2 separate regions of the Mus musculus genome follow, and region 1 is linked to region 2. Evidence: chromatin contacts called from public promoter capture Hi-C data. All regions are on one chromosome and are shown on one strand. The core of a region is the stretch at or near the end of the contact, and the rest is flanking DNA. Distances in the headings are between cores, read along the strand shown.

Region 1 (5,526 bases), core at 2,063-4,562, 230 kb after region 2:
GAGAAACTTCAAAAGTCTGCTTTCTAGGGCCAGAAATCCCACCATCGCTTAGTCCAATTACAAAGCCAGACCACCAACAACCATGGACAGCTCTGTTTCACACCTCCTTGGTGGTGGGGCCTGCAGGGGTGGGCCAAGCCGAACAGGGGAGGCCAGAGGGCACCAAGTGAGTAGCCAGCAGTGTGGCTAGGAATTGAACTGTGCACTCTGGAGGCTGCTGTGGTCCTTGGTCCTAAAACAGGATTGTTTCTGAGCCCCAGGTCAACTTGTGTTCATCTCATTCTTACTGTTTTACTTATCAAAGGATTCCTGGGGGAAGGGACGAATTCCCCTGGGAGACTCTTGGGACTTGGGATGCTTTCCCTGGCCAGGTTGGTAAAGAGTAGTGGTCAGAGAACAACAGGGAGTTTTGCCACAGGAGACATTTGGTGAGGCAAGGACTGGAGGGGGCATCGCTGAGCTCAGGGTGCCCTCAGCATCCTCCTTACAGCATCTCTTAATCTGTCTTGTGTCGTTGTAACGGAACGATAGAGGCTGGGTGCTTTCTACAGTAAAGAGTTTTCTTTGGCTTAGGGTTCTGGTGATTGGAAAGTCCAAACAGCATGCCATGAATGCCCTGTAAAAGGCCCCGTCTGTCACAACATCACAAAAGAGGAGAAAGCAAGCACTTATGTGCAGTAATCGCAATTTGCTTTATTTATAGAATCTCACTTCTGTAAGAACTCACTCCCTAGAGGCAGAGCCCCTCACATAATTGCCTTCCACTAGGCGCTGCCCCTTAAAGGCTCACTCACCCTTCCACATTGCCACACCAGGAAGGAAGAAAACACACTCAAAACACACCCACATGAGCCGGGCGTGGTGGCACACACCTTTAATTGCAGCACTCGGGAGGCAGAGGCAAGCAGATTTTTGAGTTCGAGGCCAGCCTGGTCTACAGAGTAAGTTCCAGGACAGTCAGGGCTACACAGAGAAACCCTGTCTCACAAAAAAACAAAAAACAAAACAAAAAAAAAACCCATACCCACATGGTATGGTTTATCCTCACAGCAATGAACTAGCCAATCCAAAATGTTGTCAGCAGCCAGGCTCAGAACCCCTGGTGTGCAGGAAAAGCACACTGGGCCAGAGCCTGAGGACCTGATTCGTGGCTCACCCATGGTCCCGACCACACCCCCTCTTGGTTGCCCTGAGATGATGAGTTGGGTAATGGAGTTTGTGAGGTGAGCCCTGAATGCATAACAAGGGGAGAAATGAAACAGAAAAGGTTTGTCAGCAGTGAAGGACAGAGAAGAAGGCTGTTGGGAAAGTGCTTGCCATACAACACGCAAGGTTGAGGATTTGAGTTCGAATCTGCAGGGCTTATGCCAAGAGCTAAGTACACAGTGTCCTCCCAGACTCCTGGCTCTGTGGAAGCAGACCCTGGAGGATCCCGGAAGCCTGCTGGGCAGCTCCAGGTTCAGTGAGAGACCCTGTCTCAAAACATAAGGAGGCTAGCAATTGAGACCACCACCAGTCTCTGGCTGCCTGCCTCCTGCCGAGTACACACACACACACACACACACACAAGCATAAAAGACGCTGGCACAGCTGCACACATCTGTAATTCCAGCATTCTGGGGACTGAGGCAGGGCCATAGTGAGTTAGCAAATACCTTTGCGCTGTCCCTTTGAGAGTAAAGAATGGGGTGTTTACCACCGATGGTGAAACCCCTCTGAGGGTATCAGTTCCCTGTCTGCCCCCCCCCCCCAAAGCTCACAGGGAAATAAGACAGTTGTGTGCATCTTTGTGTGCAGGTGACCTCTCTCTTGGACAGGTGGGCAGAAGGGATACAATGGGTACCAGCAAATGCTGGCTGTACCGAGGAGGCGGCCTCCCACTTCCTGAGATTGACTCTTCTATTTGCATAATAAAGTCTGACGCGTTTTCTTAGGGTCCTTCAAGCTTCTTTTGGCCAAGAGGCCTCCCAGAAGCTCCACTGAAGAAAAACCTGGCTTTGGCCACATGGTGTTAAGGCCCCGCCCTTCCGGACCCATCCCGGACCTCTCCACAACACTCCGCTATAGCCAAGGACTTTTCAGCTCCTCCCCCGGCCACCTCCTCACCTCCCCACCCCCTGCTGACATGTCAGTGATCCCCAAGCTTTGTTCTCTGAGTGCTCCAGGAGAGCCGTCTGGCTCAGGACGCTAGAAATACCTGGAACACAGTAGGAGCTCAGTAAATAGAATAACCGCTTGCGGCCTGACCGACTACACAGACCTCCCCCTCCCCCAAACTTCCATTCTGCCTTTTGAGGCAATAAATTTCACTTCTTGGGACGGGGATGAGGCCCCAGCTGGGCCTTACACTTGCCCTCTCTCCCTCCTCTCCCCACCCCAGCTGTGAGGAATACAGTCCTCTTTAATGGTTATTCTGCCCAGCCTGCCGCCCCTGAGATTTTTCTTGCTAGTTGACTGGATACCGTTTGTCGAATGAAAAAAAAAAAAAAACAAAAAACAAAAAACCTTGACCGTCATCACACTGCAGCAGTTGGGAGACAGGTGTCCACAACAGGCTCCAGACTTGTTTCTCTGAGGTTATCTCAGAAAGTTCCTTCACACACTGTGAGCCCTCTTCTGCCCCGCTTCAAATCAGAGACCCTCGCAGAAAGGTCATTTTCTGTCAGGAGGGGAACTAGGTCTTCAGCGAATTCTTGGAATTACCGCTCGCGAGCCGAGAGTGGGAGGCAGAGTTATTCCCTCCACCCCAAATTACTCTTCCAAGCCCACCCCCTGTGTACCGGAATCACCCAAAACTTAGTCTTTCGGAGCGTGGTCCCGATACCCCTTTGAGAGGTTGTTAGAAAAAATAAAGACTGGCCGGCAAAGGGCTCTGAGTATACCTCGCGAGTACGTGTACGGCACAGGCCTTGGGCGCACCAAGGAGCCTACCTAAGTTAGGGCAGAGCTGACGTCAAAATCTGCACCAAGATGCGATGAATTCACCAACTTTCCCAGCTTGGGCATAGCTCCCTCTGGGAGCGCAGTGATGCTGAGACCCGGCAGCTCTGTACTTCCCACTGCTATGCTGACACTCATCACCCCCGAACCCTCATGCTCGAATCTCCCTGGAGCCTGGGGCACCCCTAGGAGAGTTGGAAGAGAAGAGCCCCTTCTTCCAGATTGGTCCTCCCCTCCCACTTACACACCCCCTGAGGCACGACCCGCCAGGCTCAGGCAATCTTTGCCCGGGCAGTCCTTGAAGTCTATATTTAGTGCCCGCCACCCCTCCCCCCAGCGATGGGAGGGGCGCGCCCCGCCCCCTCCCGGCTCGAGTGTCCGGTGTGTTTGCGGCCCTTGCGGCTCGCGCCTTGGCGCCCGCTGCTGCCCTGCGCCCCTAACCCCGCCGTGCGTTGTGGACCAACATGGGCCTGGAAGAGGAGCTGTTGAGGATCGCCAAAAAGCTGGAGAAGATGGTGTCCCGGAAGAAGACGGTGAGGCTGCAGAGTTTGCAACGCAGCCCCCGGGCCACGGAGGCAAGACTCCCCCAGCTATGGGCTTGGTGGGCGTGCCGGCCCTGTGCCCGAAGGGAGCGCGCGGGTCAGGGGACACGGGACTGGGGAGGAGTTGCCCGGCAGGGGGTCCCCCGGCTACTTGCTGGCCACTTTAGGATGGGCATGTGCATGGCCAGGTCTGGAGGGGATCGTACAGAGTCCCCTAAGGCGCGCGACTGTTGCAAGTCACTGTGGACGGGTTGGGTGCGCTCCTGGGCAGCTTGCGCGGAGCAGAGAAAGAGCAAGGAGAGACACAAACCCAGGGGAGGACATTTAGGAGTCTGGGGGTTCGGGATGTGCGCTAGGCCCGGGGAGCTGCAGGCGCAGCGAGAACTGGAGGGGCACGTTTTGGGTGACTTCAAAAAGGATCGGAGAACTTCGGGCTGAGAAGGGGGCGCCGAGCCTCGTTTGCACACCCCAGGAGACCCGAGCGAAGGGCGGTGACTGAAGTGCCAGGAGTTCTGTTTGCAACTTTTTCCTTGGCCGCGGGATGGGGCCCTGGCGGGCGGAGGTGAACAGGTGCGGGGCGGGGGAAGGAAAAGATGGGGCCTGGGCTGGCCCAGAGGGGGAGGTGCACGAAGGAGAACTGTGGCGGGAGGTGGGGGTCCGCAGCCCTGGTCGCCCGAGGGTCCCTGAGCCCTCAGTCCGGGTAGCACCGAGCTGGATCCAAATGGAAAGTTAATGTTTGATCTACCTAGCGATCTTTGCCTCAGGCTGGAAGCTGGCGACTGTGCCAATTCTAGAGGGGCGTGGACTGAAAGGGAGAAGACCAGGGACCCTGTGAATGAGGCCCTCCATGCTGACTTGCCGCGGGGTCCTTTTCTTCTACATAGTTTCTAGCAACGAGTTGCACCAGGACCTGCATTGCCAGGACATTCCAGGAAAATTGGAAAACTCTGGGGCCCAAAGAGAGGTTTCAGACCCGGGATGAGTGACAGGCTGGAGCAGCCAAGGAGTGTTAGGCTTCCTGAAATTGTTACCTGGTAACAATGAGAGAGATGGTGGTGTTGGTAAAATGGTGAGAGGCTGAGGCTGCGGTTTCTTTGTCTGTAAGAGGATGGATTGCCTGGGGGAAGAACATGGGGGCGGGGAGGCAGTAGGGAGAGTTGAGAGTGAGTGAGATAGGACTGGAGGTGACGTTAAAAGATGCCTCCACCCGTCACCTGCCGAGCTTCGGCGGCACTTTCCTTTGGCTCCCAGCCCCGACTGCGAGACTGCGCTGCGCTAGGCTTCCCCCAATGTCGCCAGAAAAACCTAAACTCAAGTCACAGGACATTCTTCCAACTAAGAACCCCAAACTACATGGTATTTCGGGTAGACAGATTGTCTAAGCCTAACCCCCTTGCTCACCCCAGATTTGGGCCAGTAAAGGAAGCCTGGGCTTTGGGCTGAGAAGGATTTGGGAGTAGGAGGAGGCGCTAAGGAAGACAGCCAGGTTGAGAAGATTAAGGGGACTGCTCTGGCTTCCCTCTTAATCCGTTTACACTCCTAGGCTAGCTATTCTACTCTCCTCTGGACCTCAGTTTCCTCTTCTGTGAAATGGGAAGAGGAAATAGGGCCTCTTGGGAGTGGGCATCCCAAGTAGTGCCAGGACAGTCTTCAGGAAAGCCGAATGGTTGGCCACAGGATCCTTACAGGGCACAACTGTGTAGAGTCACAATTGTGTCTGGAGTCTGCGCCTGGGCTCTAGCAGGGTTTGTGTAGGCACAGAGCTCTGGACTTCTGCCTGAGAAAGGCGGGCCTGGACCGAGAGTGAAAGTGGGCCTGCCCAGTGGTGGTTAGTCCAAGAAGGCATACTTCCTGCAATAAGACAGATCCTCCACGTAGCAGCGCAGGGCTGGAATTTGTTTATTCAGTGACTTGGGGCTGTGTCAGATACTGTAAGCATGCACCGGCTAAACCGCTTGCAGGAGACAAACACACACCAGCTAAGTGCACACTAATGACACATCAACAGAGCCACACACTGCTATCTAGCAAGCAACTTCTATTT
Region 2 (5,668 bases), core at 1,192-3,691:
TTCAAGCTGATTTAGCCCAATATAAGAGAAAAAGACTTCACCATCCCCAGTTTTCAGTCAGTGACTTCCAAGAATGAAGCAACAACAAGCAGAGAGGACTATGGATATCCTCAAGTAGATGGAAACCAGCGCTGTCAACCCAACGTAGCCCAGCAAAAACTGGTAGCAGATGACAGAAATAACAAAAGTTTACACAGTCCCATACATAGGAATCTTGGGTTCTCCACTTCCAGTCTTAGAGCTAACCAGTTCCCAGCAGTGACCCCCTCATTCTCCACCTACCACCAATCTATGGGCTTCATAGTTTTTACACTCAAAACCTGATAAAGGACTGCTAACTTTATCTGTCATGAAAATTGTTTCCAATCCAGTGATAGGAGCAAAAGCTAAGTCATCTCCCAGTAAGGTCTCTAACAAGTGAGCCTAGAGGCTAGATGAAGGCAGAGTGAATACATAGTTAATTTACACTTAAAACACCAAAATCCAATAGCAGGAATCCCAAAAACACAGGTGTGGAATCAGCCTTTTGGCTAATAATGGTCTGGAAGCAAGATTTGGTTGCAAATTCAATACTGCTCTATAATCATCTTGCCACTTCACAAACCTGTGAGAGCTTGCTATGTTAAAAGGAGGTTGGAAAGCCAGCGTGCAGGCTTGCAATTTTCTCTTTGCAGTCAGCGTGTTTCTGAATATCAACGTTTCAGGTCCTTTGCACAGGGGTCTCTCAACAGTTTCCTCACCTCTCTCTTCACAACACATTCAGTTCTCCCTCCCCAGTGGGTACAGAAGCCAAGAGCTCACATAGCTGCTACTGAAATACATCCCCAGCCCCAAGGTAATTTTCTCTCTGGGAAATGAAAAGCCAAATTAGGGCTGTCAGAGGTAGAGGCCTTGCCTACTAGTGTTAGCATATGAGTCCCTGCCAATAACACCAAACACAACAACAACAAAAACCACCAAACACCCTTTTAAATAATTATTAGGAGTTTAAGAAAATTTACTTAACCTTTTTCTAACTTGACATTTCATGCACAAATAGACCATTCCAAAATTTAAATTCTAATGGGGGAAAAAAACCCTACAGATATTATATTACATGGAGGATTTTTATTTTTTTTAACCTGATGGCAGAAACAACAAAATGAGGGTGGTTACTTTAAGGTCAGTCACAAATCTTATAGTGTTCAGAAAGACAATCTGGGACTTGGAAATAATGACCATTTATTAGATGCCCACAAAGGGTTATTGTAAAAAGAACTTGTAAATATGTCTGACCAAAGGTCCCCAAGGCCTCCAAAGAAAGTAAAACACAAGACAATTGAAACATTTACGTTTTCGCTGACTTATAACAACAGCTTCTGAAGAAGTGTATCTCTGAGCTAAAGGAGGGTAGTTAAAAAGTGGCCCGGAGGTTGAGAGGTAGTGACCCAACTAGGAACAAGAAGAGTGAATGGGGTCCCTGACTGGAAATTCTGATGGTGATTAACACTTATAAAGAGCACTTGGGTCTAGCTGGTATTTCAGGAAGAAACTAGAGAAGGGACAGGTCGAGCAGAGAACTCCTCCAAAGTCCCGAGCTGGTGCTGGCTAGGAACCTAGATTGCATGTGTAAGTCCGCTCGCTGTCTCCCTCCACCACTTCCTCTTCCACTCAGCTCGCTGGACACTTCACCTTTTAGGAACCTCAGGCCCAGGCTAGAATGCTGACAAGCCATGTCACACCCTTTGGTGTTTTCGGCTAGAGACTACAGTGAAAACGATTCTAATTCCCACCATACCCTCTTCGTAGAGCTCAGAGAAGCCTAGACACCCGGGGGACCGCGAGGGGATACAATGTATTTAAAAAGTAACAGTTTCTAAAAAGGAGCAACAAAGTAGTTAAGTGCAATTAAACATGGTTGCTCATCACAGCCTGGTCCCACCTTCCAGTATGTCAGAGCGGAGTTAACACGCTCACGCCCTCATCCAGGACCCGAGCTCCAGGAGCAGAGCTCGAAAAACCCCAAGGCGTTCCCCGTTTTCTCGGCTAAAGGGCAGGGTACAGCACAGGGGTCCTCGAGCCGCAGGACCCCCAAGCAGCGGACGGAGTCGCTCGGCTGCAACGGGGAAACAGCTGGCGCGGCTGCCCGAACCCCGGGGAGAGCCGCAAGGCCCGGCCGCCCCTCCAGTCCTCAGCCCCCAGCCGGGGTGCGCCCGCCGGCCGCGAACTCCCCACTGCCCCGCGCCGCTCCGTGGGGCCTGGCTCCGGGTCGGAGGAGAACCCCACTGCGCCCTGCCCGCGACCGTTACAGGGCCCGCGCCGCGCCCAACGCCCGCCCGCGCCGCCCGCCCGCCCGCCGCTCACCTTCTTGGGGTCCGGGTTCGCAGCCAGGCGCGCCTGGAGCTTCTCCACAACTTGGAGCGCCGACTCCGCCGCCATCGCTGTCACTGGCGCGGCCTCCTCGCCGGAACTGGGCTCGCGTCGCGTCCTCGGGCCGCAACTCCGCCCTCCGTGAGGGCCCGGCGGAGACGGAAGCGCGAATGGTCCCTTCCGGGCCTCCGCTGGGGGTGTGTGTATGTGTGGAAGGCCTCAGGACCCGCCCCCGCGCCAGACCACGCCCACTATATCACGGCGATCTGTCGAATACAGCACAGGTCACGCCCCCGACACGCCCAACCCAGAGCCACGCAACCAGCCACGCCCCCAAGCCTGTATTCTGCAAGCCAAACTCTGGCTTTAACTCTCACGCACCGCCTTTCCAGTCATACGCTCGTTTTCGCCTAAGGGTGGGTGGAGTCAGTGATCAGGGTCCGACGCGGCTCCAGGGACCCTTGGAGTGGAAGGAAAGAACTGACTCAGGTAAATTATCTGACTTCCACCTGCAAGCTGTGACACACCCTCGCAATAAAAGAAATCGTGTAATTTTAAAGTAACTTAACGGTATTGTAATTTTGGGAAAGCAATCCAGGCTGTCTGGTTTCAAGGCAATTTGAAACACTAGAAATAAAAATAATAACACATTATTAACCACCTTGTCTGCAAAATCAGAGAGCAGCCCCTTTTATTAGACTGTTCATGTGACATTCTTTTCTTTTCTTTCTTTCTTTCCTTTCTTTCTTTCTCTCTTTCTTTTTATTTCTTTTCTCAAAAAGGATTTCTATGTGTAGCCTTGGAGGTCCTGGAACTCACTCTGTAGACGAAGCTAGCCTTAAACTCACAGAGATCCACCTGCCTCTACGTCCTAAGGGCCAGGATTAAAGTTGTATGCCACCACCACCTGGCTCCATTTAAAAATAAATTAAATCATAATGAATAAAAAGTCATAATATATTAAAAACCAAACTGAACTACATGAGATTCTGTCAGAAAAGAGCCGCTGGGCGTGGTGGTGCACGCCTTTAATCCCAGCACTCGGGAGGTAGAGGCAGGAGGATTTCTGAGTTCAAGGCCAGCCTGGTCTACAAAGTGAATTCCAGGACAGCCAGGGCTATACAGAGAAACCCTGTCTCGAAAAACCAAAAAAGAAAAAAAGAAAAGAAAAGAGCCAGGCAGTGGTGATGCATGCCTTTAATCCCAGCACTTGGGAGGCAGAGGCAGGTGGATTTCTGAGTTCAAGGCCAGCCTGGTCTACAGAGGGAGTTCCAGGACAACCAGAGTTACACAGAGAAACCCTGTCTCAAAAAACCTGTATATCCCTGGCTGTCCTGGAACTCACTTTGTAGACCAGGCTGGCCTTGAACTCAGAAATCCACCTGCCTCTGCCTCCCAAGTGCTGGGATTAAAGGTGAATGCCAAAAATAAATCTTTTAAATAAGAAAGAATAAATGTTGAGGCATTGTCTCAGTAGGTAGCCTTGGCTACCCTGGAACTAGTTATATAGCCTGAGCTATATAGCCTTGGCCTGCCTCCAATTCACAACAATCCACCTGCCTCCGCCTCCGCCTCCGCCTCCGCCTCCGCCTCCGCCTCCGCCTCCGCCTCGGAGTGCTTGGATTAAACCAATTGACATCCAGGCCAAAAACCATCCCCCTAAAAATAAAACTTTATAAACATAGAGTCCAGAGAGATGGCTCAGTGGCTAAAGAGCTTACCAGATAATTGGCTGATGGCTGAATTTTATCCTTGGGACCATCCTAAAGGTGGGAGGAGAGAATTGGCTATCCTCTGACCTCTGCACACTCATCCTGGCATTCTGGCACATATGAATCTCTCTCTCTCTCTCTCTCTCTCTCTCTCTCTCTCTCTCTCTCACACACACACACACACACACACACACACACATTAAATGGAATATAAGAAAAGAAGGGAAACAAGAAAGGAATGAAGAAAGAAAGGAGACAAGTGCTGTCGTGGTGGTGCACGCCTGTAATCCCAACACTCGGGAGGCAGAGGCAGGCAGATTTCTGAGTTCGAGGCCAGCCTGGTCTACAGAGTGAATTCCAGGACAGCCAGGGCTATACAGAGAAACCCTGTGTCGGAAAGAAAGAAAGGAAGAAAGAAAGAAAGGAAGGAAGGAAGGAAGAAAGAAAGAAAGAAAGAAAGAAAGAAAGAAAGAAAGAAAGAAAGAGAGAGAGGAAGGAAGAAGACAAACTGTCTAGTTAAGAAGGAATACTGAATTCTCTTCTCCTGGAAAACAGCATACAAAGTCCTCCAGTTGAACATGTTTGTTTTGCTTAACTGTGGCCACAGTTCTCCTCACAGGTTCAGGTTTCTAAACTGACTACATCTCTCAGTGTTTCACGAGTGGATATATACTTAGGGATTACACCTTCCCCCACACCTCAAAGCTACTCTGAAGCTGTGGTGCACCAGCATTTAATCCCAGCATTCAGAAGGTAGAGTCAGGCAGATCTCTGAGTTTGAGATCAGTCTAGTCAACATAAGGAGTTCCAGGACAGCCAGGACTACATAAAAAGACCCTGTCTCAAATAGATGGATAGATAGATAGATAGATAGATAGATAGATAGATAGATAGATAGATAGATAGACAGACAGACAGATAGAAGCTTTGGCTCACTGATACAATGTTTGCTTAGCTTGTAGGAAGTCCTGACTGCCATCTCCTTTCCTTACACAAAGAATAACAAAATAACTGAGTACTTTCAAATGTCCTGCATTTATATACATTGTATCCAGTAGTAGCCTGCAAGCTTCCTTTAGCTATTTATCTTGCTTATTTTGGTTGTCTTTTCATTCTTTGAGCTCAGAGAGTGTCTCTGTGCTCTGTAGCTGATAGATGCTCGATGGCTAAGTTGATGGTCACAGGGATGGCTCAGCAGGTCAACCTGCTTGCAGGGAATGTCTGGCAGAAGCAGACTGAGGCTGGCTGAGTGTGTCTTCCTGGTGGCACAGCTCTGTGCTATGCCGTTCATCTCTCCCTCCCAGCATGTCCTGAAGAATCTTAAGGATGGGGCATCCCTCTCAGCATCCCAAGACTTGGGAAGGTAAAAGAAGGACCTTCAATTTGGTAAAGGAAAAAACCAAATGGAAAACTGAGTGATGATTTTAATCCCAGCACTCATGTGGCAGGGGCCAGTCTGGATTACAGAGCAAGTTTCAGAGCAGCCAGAGCTACACAGAAAGACCCTGTCTCAACAAAATGAAACAAACAACAGCAACAAACAAACACACGCACAAAAGGTTCATGAAATGTAATGGCTCTCAACTTGACTATATCTGGAATGAACT

The links. Promoter capture Hi-C pulls out the DNA fragments that hold promoters and counts their contacts.
Region 1: a promoter capture Hi-C map of embryonic stem cells shows a contact between it and region 2, with 2.7 times the contacts expected there. The contact joins the promoter of Tcea3 here to the promoter of Eloa in region 2. A contact is called at or near these places in 1 of 39 promoter capture datasets (embryonic stem cells), 1 of 115 datasets of contacts at active chromatin or transcription factors (pancreatic cancer cells) and 3 of 9 other capture datasets (adipose tissue, liver and macrophages).

Annotation. Positions count from the first base shown.
Region 1 is chr4:136,244,645-136,250,170 of GRCm38.p6, forward strand. It overlaps Tcea3 (transcription elongation factor A (SII), 3), which reads left to right and starts at 3,313. Exons shown (of 11, transcript NM_011542.2): 1 at 3,313-3,473. The coding sequence starts at 3,405. Asap3 (ArfGAP with SH3 domain, ankyrin repeat and PH domain 3) reads left to right here. Exons shown (of 25, transcript NM_001008232.2): 25 at 1-1,929.
Region 2 is chr4:136,019,208-136,024,875 of GRCm38.p6, forward strand. It overlaps Eloa (elongin A), which reads right to left and starts at 2,442. Exons shown (of 11, transcript NM_013736.4): 1 at 2,344-2,442. The coding sequence starts at 2,418.